Regions from separate parts of the Ovis aries genome. Here regions 1 and 2 are each linked to region 3. Evidence: chromatin contacts called from public Hi-C data. All regions are on one chromosome and are shown on one strand. Each heading gives the region's core, a stretch centred on a gene start, on an enhancer-like site or on the middle of the called end of the contact. The rest is flanking DNA. Distances are from core to core; before and after follow the strand shown. Region 1 overlaps LOC105606443 (a long non-coding RNA gene). Region 2 has its middle 51 kb from the start of SLC25A33. Region 3 holds the start of SPSB1 (splA/ryanodine receptor domain and SOCS box containing 1).

Evidence for each region. Hi-C and Micro-C count contacts between places; a contact is called where the count stands out from the background.
Region 1: a Hi-C map of tail adipose tissue shows a contact between it and region 3, with 4 times the contacts expected there. The contact joins the enhancer-like site here to the promoter of SPSB1 in region 3. A contact is called at or near these places in 11 of 16 Hi-C or Micro-C datasets (blood, liver, mixed tissues and 3 more).
Region 2: a contact with region 3 is called in a Hi-C map of tail adipose tissue, with 4 times the contacts expected there. The contact joins the enhancer-like site here to the promoter of SPSB1 in region 3. A contact is called at or near these places in 3 of 16 Hi-C or Micro-C datasets (blood, skin fibroblasts and tail adipose tissue).

What each region holds. Positions count from the first base shown.
Region 1 is chr12:43,281,455-43,286,124 of ARS-UI_Ramb_v3.0, forward strand. It overlaps LOC105606443 (a long non-coding RNA gene), which reads right to left. Exons shown (of 6, transcript XR_009595693.1): 5 at 1-3,402. Among named protein-coding and RNA genes, the nearest start is that of SLC25A33, 80 kb to the left of the region's middle. Within about 2 kb of position 1,642, at least 8 of the 54 cell types and tissues checked have an H3K27ac peak or open chromatin away from gene starts, as enhancers often do. A contact at or near this core is called in tail adipose tissue, where this site is marked.
Region 2 is chr12:43,252,488-43,257,297 of ARS-UI_Ramb_v3.0, forward strand. No RefSeq gene overlaps it. Among named protein-coding and RNA genes, the nearest start is that of SLC25A33, 51 kb to the left of the region's middle. Within about 2 kb of position 2,409, at least 4 of the 54 cell types and tissues checked have an H3K27ac peak or open chromatin away from gene starts, as enhancers often do. A contact at or near this core is called in tail adipose tissue, where this site is marked.
Region 3 is chr12:43,435,380-43,440,077 of ARS-UI_Ramb_v3.0, forward strand. SPSB1 (splA/ryanodine receptor domain and SOCS box containing 1) reads right to left here and starts at 2,686. Exons shown (of 4, transcript XM_060396510.1): 1 at 2,531-2,686. LOC105616528 (a long non-coding RNA gene) reads left to right here and starts at 2,825. Exons shown (of 3, transcript XR_006061479.2): 1 at 2,825-3,034.

The sequences.
Region 1 (4,670 bases), core at 392-2,891, 150 kb before region 3:
ATAAGCATATCGTCTTTGTTTTGAATCTTTCCTTGGAATTTCTGTAATCAAAGCTGACAAGTGCTTTTATCCCAGATGGACAGAGACGCTTGGTTCAACTCAGAGGCTTCCTGGTGTCTGCCTGGTCCCTCCTCACCATGGAGAACCCTGAGGCCTCAGCAGTGACGGCTGACTGGCCATGGCTCCTTTTCCTGGGTCGGTCTGCATTTGGGACCAGGAGCCTGGACCCCTCTGGTCCCATCTGGCTTTCCATGATCTCAGTCCTTCAATGGTCTCTGCATCTTCCCTGGGATAAACACCTCCGTCCCCACTTGGCTAACATCTTAACTAGGTTTTCCCAGATCGAACCACGTCAGCTTCACACTGTCTGAGGATGCAGACTCTGAAGGATCATGAGTAAAGCTAGTCATCTTGGGTTTTGCACAAAGGTGAGAAGATGTTGTTGGGTGACTGGAGATGGAGGTTCGAGTCCACTGCCCTGGACGCCCACTCTGGGAGCTCAGTTGGGATGTTTTGATCCACTCTCGCCAGAGGGCGCCGCACTCCTTTATTGTTCCCCCAGTCTTGCTTCCAGATTTCAGAGGCTCAGGTAGAGGGGGTGGACGCTTTCTAGATTCTCACAATCGCCGCTTGGCAAATGACTCAGAGGCATCACGTTGCCTGTTGGGGAGCTTGATGGTTTTAGGAGCGAAAACTCAGCTGACCTGACAAAGGCTCTTTGATCAAATGACCAGCTTTTGTACTGAACCACAGACGGCAAGCAAGAGTTTCCTTCTTGATTCCTATTCCATTTTATGACTCAAAAATAATTTCCTCCTTTTCCGAGGACAGCATCCACCCCATCTGGGATCTTTTGTGGCATAGAGATCCAGGAAAAAAAAAGTGCATCTGAAAAAGTGGATCCACATTAATCTTGGGTGCAGCTGTACTACACCAAGAAAATGCACCAAGACATTTATCTTTCTTGGTGCTGCTGGTCATTCAAAGGAGGGCAGGACGGAAGCCCTCAGCCACACAGGAATTGGACCACTATCCTCTTCCTCATGGACTGGACGGGGGTCCAAGGACAGACCTTCCATCAGCACAGCTCTCACTGTCCATGGGTGAGTGAAAAGCTGCTCAGAATACTACCTGGGGGAGCCCAGCCCAGGAGTCCTTGGAGATGGATCTTAACTCTCCCACCAGGGAGAAACCAGAGGCGTTGTGCCATGGTGAGGTGTGTATGTGTATGTAAAAGTTACAGGGGTGCAATCTGGGGGAGTCCCTCCCCTGACTCTGCCCATCGGTGCAGTTTGCACTCAGGATGCAGAAGCCGGGTCCTAGAGATGCTTCTGTTCTTGTTCTGGGGATCTGTGCTGCTCTGTTTCCCCAGGTGGCCAGTCTCGCTGTGCCTCTTCCATCCATGGGTGTTTCTGGCCTTACTAGGCTCTGTGTCACTGATAATAAAGGTGGCCTTCCCCTCTGGCCCAGTGCACATGGGCTCCAGGGAGCCTGGAACGCTGGGGAGGGCAGCCCAGCAGGCCGCACAGCCTAGATACTTTAACTGCAGAGCCCCTCCGGGCCTCTCCTGGGATGGCTGGGGGCCCTGGATGGGAAAAGCAGCTCTGGTTTCATCCAGGGCCTCTACAGGTCAGCTCGCCTTGGTCCCCTGGGGTCTGTGTTCTGGCCACCACTACCCTGGCTGGGAGGCACGCCATGTCCCTCAGCCTAGTTTAAGCAAGTTTTTGCCCTGGAACTTTTTTAAAAAAAGAATTTTTAAAATTTATTTTTGGCTGTGCTGGGTCTTTGTTGCTGCATGTGGGCTTTCTCTAGTTGCAATGAGAAGGGACTACTCTCTAGTACACGAGCTTCTCATTGTGGTGGCTTTTCTTGTTGTGGAGCACCTGCAGGCTTTAGTAGCTGAGGTTCCTGGCCTCTAGAGCACAGGCTTAGTAGTTGTGGTGCTAGGGCTTAGTTGCTCTGAGCCACGTGCGGTCTTCCCAGGTCAGGGACTGAACCCATGTCTCCTGCATTGGCAGGTGGATTCTTTACCGCCTGGGGCCAGGGAGGCCCCACAAGTTTTAAAAATAATTTTTGAAAGAAATTATTTTGGGGCCACGCTGTCCAGCATGCATGATCTTAGTACCCCAACAAGGGATCAAATCTGCACCTCCTGCAGTGCAAGCACAGTCTTAGCCACTGGACCACCAGGGAAGAGCCTGTCCTGGGACATTTTTACAACAGAGAATTCATGTGGTGGTTGTTGTAGGGGTGGAGGTTCTCAGAAAGACATCAGAAAAACTTGTTTCTCCCACAGGCCATCCTTCTGGAGCCCCACCCCCGCAGAGGGCCTGGCTCCTTGGTGCTGCTGCCAAACTGGGTGATGGAGAGGTGCTCTCCAATTCATGGCTTCCCATGGTTTCCTTTTTAAATGGAACCACTTCTCATGTTCGCCAAATAAGAACTTTAAGGGCAACAGCAACATACTATTCTCCTTCTTTTAAATTTAGCCCTGTTGCAAGGCACAGGGCTTCCCTGTTGGCTCAGACAGTAAAGAATCTGCCTGCAATGAAGGAGACTCAGGATTGATCCCTGGGTTGGGAAGATCCCCTGGGGAGAGGAATGGCAACCACTCCAGTAACCTTGCCTGGAGAATTCCATGGACAGAGGAGCCTGGTGGGCTACAGTCCATCAGGTCACAAACAGTCGGACACGACTGAGCGACTAACACTTCCACTTTGTGAGGTGTATGGGATCTTAATTCCCCAACCAGGTATTGAACTTGAGCCCTCGGCAGTGAAAGTACGGAGTCTTAACCATCAGATCACCAGGGAATTCCCTATTCTTATCATTTTTTAAAAGGAAAGCTCTTCCCAGGAAATTGTTTACTCTCAGAATGAATGACCAGTGTGTGTGTGTGTGTGTCTTTTTAAAATTTATTCTTGGCTTGGTGGTGCAGCTTGTAGGATTTTAGTTCCCCAGTCTGGGATTGAACCCATGCCCCCTGCAGTGGAAGCTTGGAGTCTTAAACACTGGACCACCAGAGAAATCCCTGGATGGCCTTTAAATGAAATACAGCTTGCTTTATGAAACACTTGGCACATTCCCCCTGGTATTTTTGCATTTCCCTGCTCATCTGTGACCCTGTTGTCAGGCCCCTGTGTGCCCTGCAGACCTGGGGCCTCTCTTCCACCTTTCCTCCTCTCCCTTGGGTCCTATGTCTACCTCTGGTAGGACTTGGCATTGGTTTTTCACCAAGACACTTACTTGCATTGCATGTCTCTGCGTGCTTATCCTAGCACGTCTCCCCATGGCACCTCCAAACCAGCCTCATTACCTTGAATGGCAGTGGGTGGGGGTGCTGCTCAGAGTGGCTAAACCAGTGGCATCCAACTTGGAAGTTTCCCAGCTTCTTCTAGTAACCTGTGACCAAATGGGTATGGGACAGAAATATGCAGGTGAGGGAGAAAGTTTGGATTTGCATTGAAAACCTTTGAAGCGTTCCATGAAGAAACCAAGTTTGAGTCAAACACTGAAGGGTCAGGAACCTACCAGAACTTTCAGTAAGTTCATAATCCCTCTATAGAGTAAAGGCACACTGAGAATTTATCACCCCTGGGGGCTGAGGACCAGGTGATGCCCCTGGAGATACTCCCTTAGGAGCACAGCCCAGACCGGCTGGTCCAGAGCATCCTTCAGCTCTGGCCTTGATGCCACTGGGCTCTTCTTGTTCACAGCTCAGAAAATGGTCTCAGCCCGGGGGGTGCCTTTCAACTTCTGTCTCTCATACGTGCAAAACATACTTTCTCCTTCCCCCAAACAGCTTCTCTTTCATCTTCCCTGTTTTGTCATCTCCCTTCCCCAATCTTCCTCATCCCCAGAGTTGACCCTGTGAGCTGCTCCTCTTCCCTCCATGAGCTCCATCAGTTGTCCTGGACTGTACATTCTTCCCTTACAAGGTCCTGGGGAAGAGCGCTTTTTCTCTTCTGTCTGCTCCCAGCCCACAGGCCTATTCCACCTTTGCTTTCTACACTTTACACAGGGTGGTCACCCGTGGAGCATGTGATTAAATACTAAGTTGACGTGCTCTAGGTTGTCTTGTCTCCTGCTAAAGAAAAAACTATTCAATGACACTTAAACAAAAAATTTTTTTTAAATTTATCTGGTTGTGCTGGGTTTTATTTGGGGCACGCAGGATCTTTTAGCTGTGGCACATGGGATCTACTTCCTGGACCAAGGATGGAACCCGGGCCCCCTGCATTGGGAGCGTGGGGTCTTAGACCACCAGGGAAGTCTGTAATGACGTTTGCTGAGGGCAGGAGAGCAGACTTTTATTTAAACAGGGGTCATGGCAATGGGTGCAGGGACCCCTGCAGTGGGATCTTGCAGTGGGAGAATGATCTCAACTCCGAACACAGGGTGGGCACGTGGGGGTTTACAGCCAGAGACCAGGGTTGGGTGGGGTTGGTGGATGGAAAATTCCTAAGAGGAAACATCAGGGGTGAGCTAAACCAACCTCACAGGAATTTTGCTAAAGGCAGGCCAGGGTGGGCAGACAGCCCCTGGAGGCTGGTGGGGGATGAGAAACTGATCAGATTTCGAGGGTGGAGACTTCTTGCTAAAACTGGATTTTGTAAGGAAGGGCACAGATGAGCCTAGAAAGTTCAGGAGTCTGAAAAAGTTTGATCAAG
Region 2 (4,810 bases), core at 1,159-3,658, 180 kb before region 3:
GCTCTTGTCTGGGTCACGGATGATATGCTCCTGGTTTTCTCCTGCTTCTCTCAGGGCTGATCTTCAGCCTCCTCTGCTGGTCCCTCCTTTTCTGCCTCCCAAGTGTCTCCAGACATCAGTGCAGCCTGAACTGTCCCTGCCTCCAGCCTCCCTCGTCCACCTGCCTCTCCATCTTGCTGAGATGCCCAACAGGAAGTTCAAAGCTAACTTCTGCACAACCGCTTCCGCCCTCCCCATCCCAGTCTGCTCCTGACCCCTGTGATCTGTACTCCATCTTTCCAGTGGCCCAGGCAGAAGACGCTGGGGTCATCCCTGGCTCTTTCTCTCACACTCGACATCCAGTCTTTCGGAAAAATTCTTTCAGTTTGGTGACGTGAGAAGATGCTCTGGATTTGACTGTTCTCACCACCTCTCCTGCTTCCTCTCTCGACCAATTACTGTAATAACCCCCTGGGGAGTCTCCCTTTTGCTCTTCCAGAATCTTCTCAATATAGCAGCCACACTGATCATTTTAAAAAATAATAATAATTAATTTTATTTTGGACTGCATCGGGTCTTAGTTGTGGGATGTGGGATCTTAGTTCCCAGATGAGGGATTGGATCCAGGGGAGCCTCACACTGATCCTTTTAATCATGAATCAGATCATGTCACTCTTCTGCTCGAAACCTCCCAAGGCCCCCATTTCACTGAGGGGGGAAAAAGCTGAAGTTTGTTCTGTTACCGAGTCTAAGCTTGTACTGCTTGCCTGACAGGACAATAATTGAGACATGAGTTGTTGGGGCAAGGAATCACTTTATTCAGAAAGCAAGCAAACTGAGAAGATGGTGGACTCACGCTGCCAAGAACCATCTTGCCCGAGTTAGAATTCTGGCTCTTTCTATACTAAAAGGGGAGGGAGCAAACTCAAACAATCTGCTTCCACTCAGACTCTGGAGGGGACGTGTTCATTTCTGTGCATCACCTTACGGTCAGCATCACCGACTCAATGGACGTGAATCTGAGCAAACTCTGGGAGATGGTGAAGGACGGGAGCCTGGCATGCTGCAGTCCATGGGGTCGCAAAGAGTCGGACACAACTTGGTTACTGAACAACAACAAGGCTGCAGTCATTGACTGATGGACCTGCTCAGGATGTTCCCTGTGAGCTAACAAAGGTGTTTTAGCTTAATGCTCATTACCTGGGAAGTAGGGTTCCCAGAGCTGGGCTATTATGTATAATTTAAGCTTATGGGCACCATCTATACAGTGATTAACTTCCAGCCACTTTACCCAGGGAAGGATGATTGAGCTGTGTGTCAGCAAAGAGGAGTCTGCAATGCCAGACTGCAGCCCCATTTAATTTTTTTATTGTGGTAAAATACACATAAGTTTTCCAGGTGGCCCTAGTGGTAAAGCATCTACCCGCTAATGCAGGAGACTCAGGTTTGATCCTTGAGTCTGGAAGATCCCTTGGAGAAGAAAACGGCAATCCACTCCAGTATTCTTGCCTGGAAAATCTCATGGACAGAGGAGCCTGGTGGGCTACAGCCCATGAAGTTGCATAGAGTCAGACATGACTGACTGAGCGTGCATGCATGCAAAATACATGTAACATGAATGTTGCCGTTTAAAACCATTTTAGAGTATGTACTTCAGTGGCATTAAAGGCATTCACCATGCCGGGCAACCACCATTATTGTTTGGTTCCAGAACTTTTTCATCACCCCAAAAAAAGACCCCACACCAATTAAGCAGCTGCTTTCAGTTCTTTCAGACTTCCCTGGTGGCTCAGACAGTAAAGCGTCTGCTACAATGCGGGAGACCCGGGTCCAATCCCTGGGTCGGGAAGATCTCCTGGAGAAGGAAATGGTAACCCACTCCAGTATTCTTGCCTGGAAAATCCCATGGACCTCGAAGCCTGGTAGGCTACAGGCCATGGGGTCGCAAAGGGTCAAACACGACTGAGCGGCTTCACTTTCTTTTCAGTTTTTTCTTCCCTCCAGCCCCTAGAAATCACTTGTCTGCTTTCTGCCTCTATAGATATACCTATTCTGGATATTTCTCTTTTTTTTTAATTAAAAAAAAACTCAACTCTTAGTTGAGTCATGTGGAATTTACCTCCCCGACTTAGGATCAAACCTGAACTTCCTGCATCGGGGATCTGGAGTCTTAGCCACTGGACCACCAGGGAAGTTCCTCTCTATGGGCATTTGCAGGGACCTGGGATGCTGGAATGACCAGGGGAGGGGGTCGGGATGGTCCCAGAGCTCCAGGATTACCCGCTAAGTCACATGGCTTTGCTTCTCAGGTTGAATGTGCTTTAGGCAGAAACATCACGACACAAAGCAGTTTCCTCTTACAGCCTGATAAAGAGGATCCAAGGAGGGCAGAAAAGCAGGCCAGGAACAGGAAGAAAACTCACGCTCAGATAGAACATGTGATTCCATGAGTATCTCAAATATGCTCAATCCAGCCAAGATCGTGTCTGCAATCAGGCCGATGAGAAGTCCTTGCACAAAAATAGCACCCTTGGAGATAAGAAGATGTTTCTTACCAGGAGAATTTTCTTTTGGGTCTTCACATAGTTCACCAGTGACTCTGGAGGGAATTTTGAGGAACGAAGGCAATAAATGTGATGAAGAGGTTGGAGGGCCTGATTATGAGTGAAGATGAAACGACAGCTTGGCCATAGCATGGGTTTCGGGGAGTTATGGCCTCCATTTGGCAGATGCGAAGGGTCCCAGATGGAAGGAGAGGTTGGAGGAGTCTGGGAGGGTATAAGTAGGAGTAATGGTGTGATATTATGAAAAGAAAGCGATAGGCTGTGGATAAGATGGTTTCTGGGCAAAGAGCCTGTTTAAGAAACAAATAGCCTCCGAAGGGCGGTGGACGTGCCTCATGGCTCGTTAAGGCAAACATTTGGCAAGATCAAAGTCTTAGAAGCTGCTCTGTTGGGAGTGACCACCTCCTCCCCAACTCAGATGCTTCATCTCCACGCCCCTTGTCTCTTTCACAAGTTTGGAAGTGCCGTGTGGGTTTGCAACCCAGGTCTTCAGGGTGGTGGATGGAGTTCTGGGCCGTGAGCACAGGCTCAGAGGAGAGCTTAGCAAGGAGGAGCAGATAGATGAGCTGGCTGGAGAGCATCTTTATCTACCCAGGGAGAAGAGGATGGAGGGTGCTGTTGGAATCCTGGGGTAAACAACACATGTGCTTCTGGCCTCTGGCCTGAGCCAAGCAGATATTGGAACGGTCCTACCCGGGCCAGTTTCTTTGATTTCTATGGTTCCTCTGCCCACTGGGTTGTGATGCCTCAACGTTTCTGGTTGACAAGGCAGTTTCATGTCCATTACCTCCTTGATCGTCCTTACTATTTGAAGCTGACCCTTCGAGTGGCAGAAGGATTTGCATCATCTTGTCTGTTCCCCTGATTTGCTGTTGAGAATATTGGGGCCCCCAAAGAGCAAGTGACTTGATCTGAGGTAGCTGGTGATTCCAGACCTTGCGTGTGGAACACTGGAACCACGCGTGTGACACGTATGAGAAGAGCGCTTTGGTGAACTCCAGAAGGTTGCCTCTGGGAAGAGAAATGGGTGGCTGAGGGTGGACAGGGGCTGGAGAGAGACTTACTGTGTTTGCCCATGTACACTGAAGATTTAAAAATATATATTTATTTAATTTTCTGATCCAGAAGTTGCCCCTTTCTTTCTTTTTATTTATTTGGCTGCGCTGGGTCTTAGTTACAGCATGTACATCTAGTTCCATGACCAGGGATTGAACCTGGGCCCCCTGAGTTGGGAGCACGGAGTCTTAGCCACTGGACCACCAGAAGTTGCCCCTTTCTGACAGCAAAGACCATTTGGAATGTGGTCCACTCCTGTGTCTAGAATTCTGCCTGCTCTTTTTCCCAGGAGCCAGTCAGCTCTCACTAGGGAGGCAGCAAACTCTGAGCTGGTGGTGTGGCCACAGGGGCCTCAGGACAGCTCCCTTTGGCTGGTGTCCGCACTGCGGTCAGTGGTCTGCATGGAAGGGGCAGCGCGGGCCCTGGAGCCGCCATCCCCTCTCACTGGCAGAACTGGACGCTCTTCACCTAGTATCTGGTTTCCTCGTGCTGCTTTTCCTTCAGGAATAAACAGTTCATCTAGAGCGAGTGTAAAACTTTGTTTTGTGGGTCGGGAAGGCCACCTCTCACTGCTCCATTGGAGGAACCCATTTGGCTCCTGGAGTCACCCCTGATGGCTAGTGGACAGAGACGAAGCTGTCCATCCTGGGAGCCCCACAACCCTGCACAGAGCCCTTGGATTGGCTGACCTCTGACCTCTGACCTCTGAGTTGGCTTGTTGGCAGATGGGCTGGCTAAGGGTAGGACCACAGCCAGACTGCTGCGATACAAACGTCACCCTGCCACTTAGCAGCTGTATGACTTTGGGCAACTTACTCAACCTCTCTGTGCACTGTGCCCCCAGCTTCCAAAACATGTGGTAATAATAACACCAACTCCACCAAGCTCTTATGAGAATGAAATGGTTTGGTAGCTGCTCTTAGGACAATGACTGGCACAAAAGATTCTGTAAGTTCTTGTCACATAAACTGAAGCAAAGAGGGTGATCCTCAGCAGGATTCTGGCTCTCTCTCAGGTTCCAGGGTACTTTGTCACTGTGCTCTTCTGGTGCTTAGCAATTTTTTCTTTCTTTGGTAGCGCTGCCTGTCTTTGTGGGATCTATGTTCCCTGACCAGGGATTGAACCCAGGCCCTTACAGTGAAAGCACCAAGTCCTAACCACTGGACTGTCAGGGAATCCTCTGGCACTTAGCTATTTTTTAAAAGAGAAGA
Region 3 (4,698 bases), core at 1,436-3,935:
ATTCCCAGATGAAGCTCGTGAACACAGCTTGCAAACTGTATGAATCAGAGGTTTTACTAAATGTGAAAATACAAAGCAGGCAAGTCTCTGCTCACCCGGGAGGAGAGGGAAGGTGGGAGAAGGTACGGCCCTGAGGGAACATGCAGCCATCATTCTCAGCAAAGCAGCGGGCAGTGTGGGCCTCCACCAGCTGGACACCTACCCTCCTCCCCTGCTTCAAAGGAAGATGGCTCCCCAGGGCATGTCAGAGTTTTACCAGGCAACCCAAGGGAGCCCACAGAAGGGTGGTTTCAGACTTGCTGGAGCAGCCCAATGAAAGTAGCCTCTCCCAGCTCCAAAGTGACATCATCGGGGACCCCAGGCAGAACCACTTCTCCCTAATAAGCCCCAGAACCCACTGATTCTCCCTAAAGCCCCAACCTCCCTGACGCCAGGCCTGCCCTGCTTGTGACTGTCAGAGCCACTGCGGTCAGTGTGCCTCTGTTTTTATTCTCTCTGCTTCCCTAGTGGGAGCCAGACTGGGAAAGGAAAGGAAGTCTGTAGAGTTATTATTGCATTAGGCCATGCCACTCCATCCCTCTCTCTCTCTCTCTCTCTCTCTCTCTCCATCTACTGGGGAAAGCACACTCTGCAGAAGACAAAGCAGTAAGAGAACAAGAAAACTGAAATGATCCGATCCAGCCCATCACTTGACATCTGGGGAGACACGAAGTGCCCGGCCCATGATCTCAGCACTAGCGACAGTAACCAATGACAGTAACCAACCAGTAACAGTTAGGGCTCCCGAGATTTGGTCCACAAGCTCTGGCTGTGCAGTCTGGGTAAGCCAGCCACCCTCTCTGGGCCTCTGCCAGGAAAGGAAGGGTCGGCCCAGATGAATGCCACATAAGTATTAATAAGACACGGCTTCCCCAGCTCTGTGATTCCTCAGTGGAGGAGCCACTGGGGAGGGGGTGGTGTCAGGAACCGGTTCATCAGAAAGGGAAGGGACAGTCCCGCCCCCTCGCTTGCTTTCTGTCCTCACACCCAAACCAGGATTCCAGGTCTGCCCCCCCTAAATGTTCTACCCAGGAGAGAATTCTTTCAAGGACACCAGGCTTTAGTCACCAGAGATGCTTTTTTACCATCAACACCTGTTAAAACTCAACTCATGACCAGTTTCTGATGCTACTGGCTAGAGCATTTAATTAAATATTACTCATTCAGGAAGCGGCCCCTGCCAACTCACCCCCGAACTGTTCAGTTCATTTTCAGAGAAAAAGAGAGAGGGAGGGAGGAGCCTGCACCCTCCTCAGCTGGTACCAGGCACCCTGCCCTCTTCCCCGTACCCTGGTTCAGGGCAGCCCTGTTTTGAGAACCAAGCAGGGAAAGGCAAGTTAAGTGGATCCAGGAGCCAGCGGTCCCCACTGCCAGGTTACCATGGATGGCACACACACATACACACACTCACGCCACACAGACACACATGCACTCAGAGGTGCAGACACACAGACACATGCACACACATTCACAGACACACTCACCACACACACACTCAGAGGTGCACACTAACTCACACAAAGACACACACTCAGAGACACACGCACACACACAAACACATCACACATACACATTCATACACTTATTCACGCACACACGCAGACGGGCTCACAAAGACACACTCTCACACAGACACATACTCAGCACACACCATACTCACACACACAATTCGCCGTCCCTCCCCGGCATACCAAGCCATCGCCCCGCGGGGCCGTTAGCATTGCCGGGAGCCTCTGCCTTGAACTTGAACAGGACAGCTACCACCGACTGACCCGGGCTGCTCTGGATTTTCTGTTTTAATCGATTTCCCGACAGAACTCTCGGCTCTCCCCTGGTTGCCCGAGCAGCCGCCGCGGCTCCGGGGCGGCGGGGGGGGCGGGGCCGCCTGGGGTGTCGCCCGGCGGGCTCCCCGGGGGAGGCGCCGCCGGCAGAGCTGGCGACCCCCGAGGGTGCTAGTTGGGCCGCCCTGCGGATCCCGGCCCCCGCTGGCGGGAAAAGCGAAAGTAACTCCGTGGAGCGGGGTCGGGCTGCCCCTGAGCGGAAGGGGCAGGTCGGCGCCCCGGCCTCCGCCGCAGGGATGGTCCTGAGGCCACCCCCCGGAGTCCGGCCACCTAGAAGTCGCCGGGGGCCGCCGTGCGTCCCGGGCTCCTTCTTAGGTCTGCAGTCGCCAAGGCTCAATCCCGGGTCCGACGGTCTCCGGGGCCTCCTAGACTCCCGCCCCGTCTCGTCCCCGCAGGTGGGGCCCGGGGCCGTGCGACCTGCCCGCGCCTGCACGGGCAGCACCCGCAGCAGCGCTGGGCGGCGCCCCAGGCCCCTCTCCTGGGACTCATGCCTAGAGAAGGGCTCCCCATGCACCGGTACCGGGTCTCCAGGCGAGACGCCACCCCAGCCCCGCGCCCAGGTGCCCACTCGGTCCCCAGGTGCTGCGACTCTAGCGCGCGCCCGGCTGGGACCCCCAACCCACCCATTCCCCGTGCCCGGCCCTGCCTACCGCTCCGGGGAGGCTGCCGCCGCCGCCCGCTCTCCGGGACCGAGGAGGCTTCCCGCCGCAGGGAGCGAAGTCGCCTCCTCCCCGCGGCCCCGGCGCCAGCGCTGGAGCCTGGTGCCTGCTGCGAGCGCGCTGGATGCCGGAGCGCGACTTCGGTGCAAAGAAGAAAATGCAACCGAAGGCTTTAAAGTGAAAAAGGAACGAGCTAGGGGCGGGGCCAGCCCGCCCCCGTCCCGCCCCTCCCCTCCCCTCCCCTCCCCTCTTCTTCTTGCCTCGCCCCGCCCCCGGCTGGGGCTCAGGCTGCCGCGCGGGGGGCGCCGTGCGCGGCTGGGGCGCGGGGCGGGTGGTGTGTCACGTGCCCGGCGGTCGTTCCACCGCCTCTGCCGCCGCCCCCCTCCTCTGCCTGCTCCATCGCCCCACCCGGAGGCCATCGGGGCGCTCCGGGCGGCGCCGAGGCTGTGGTCCCTCCGGAGGCGTCTTTGGGAAACGCTGGGCAGCCTCCGCTGGGTAAGAGGCCTTGGTTGCAACACCCGGAGGGCTGCAGCGGTGCTGGGCCAGCGTGGGGGCGGGGTGCGGGGGCTTACTAATAATAATTTTTTTGGTCTCTTGGGAGGGTCAGGGTTATTTCAATAACTCTGGCAGCAAGGCTTTGCTTGTTGTTTAGTCGCTCAGTCCTGTCCGGCTCTTTGCAACCCCCTGGGCTGTAGCCCACCAGGCTCCTGTGTCCATGGGATTTTCCAGGCAAGAATACTGGAGTGGGTCGTCATTGCCTTCTCCAGGAGATCTTCCCACCCAGGGATCGAACCCACGTCTATTGCACTGCATGTGGATTCTTTTCTGCTGAGCCACCTAGGAAACCCTCATCTCAAATGATCAGAAACTAAAAGTTCTTTGGCCAGCAGATGATCCAAGGGCTGTCAGTCCTGCTGGAGCCCACCCCCCACTGAGGCATTTCCATCTAGGTGGGCCCAGGGAGGGTGTCTTGGGATTCCCAGACCCTGGGGGGGGCAGTACCGGGGCATCACCAGCTTCTTGATGGGCTTGAGCATACAGCTGGTGGTTCCCCATGAATGTTTGTTGAATGAATGAAAGAGTGCCACGTGGGTACCCACCACCCCGACCCCACCAAGACTTGTCCGTGTAAAAGTGTCAGTAGCCACCGAAGGAGTTTTCCTCCACTCCCCTCAACAGAGCAGTCACTTGCACTCTAGAACTGGGAAGATTTTAAAGAAAGAACTTTTTAAAGACTCTCTTTACATTCCTCCACCCACAGTAGTGTGTAGTAGTGTTCACAAGGGCATGGAAGATTCACATTGGAGAAGCTGTTAAGAAGAATGTTGCTCTAATTTCATCTTTACCATACTGTAAGGGCAGAACTGTTACACTGATTGTAGAGATCAGACAGTGAGCCCTGTAGGGGTTCCTGGGCACAGGGAGCCTTTCCATTCAGCCTCCAGCACCTCCCCTGAGTTCTAAAGGGCTGTTTCAAGCAGTTGCATATCCGGGAAGAGGGGCAATGCAGAGTCAAGGGAGGAACAACCAAGAAACAGCCTTGGGGTAGGGTCCTCATTCTGCCTCAAGGGACACACTTGAAAGTGAAGTGAAAGTGAAGTCGCTTAGTCGTGTCCGACTCTTTGCGACCCCGTGGACTGTAGCCTATCAGGCTCCTCTGTCCATGGGATTTTCCAGGCAAGAGTGCTGGAGTGGATTGCCATTTCCTTCTCCAGGGGATCTTCCCGACCCAGGAATCGAACCCGGGTCTCCATCTGAGCCACCAGGGAAGCCCAAGGGACACACTTAACAGTATCTTAAAGCCCTTGATGGGGCATGAGTGGTAAAGAATCTGCCTGCCAATGCAGGAGACACAACAGACTCAGGTTCCATCCCTGGGTGGGGAAGATCCTCTTGAGTAGGAAGTGGCAACTCACTCCAGTGTTTTGCCTTGAAAATTCCATGGACAGAGGAGCCTGGTGGGCTGCAGTCCATGGGGTCACAAAGAGTCAGACATGACTGAGTACACTGAGTACATAGAATTGAAACCCAACAAATGGAAGATGTCAGCATTCTCCATACCTTGGGAGACCACCTGAGGCCAGACTGAAGAAGCCAAAGTCCATCAGAAAGATTACCTGGTGGACTTCCCCGGCAGTCCAGTGGTTAAGACTCCTCTG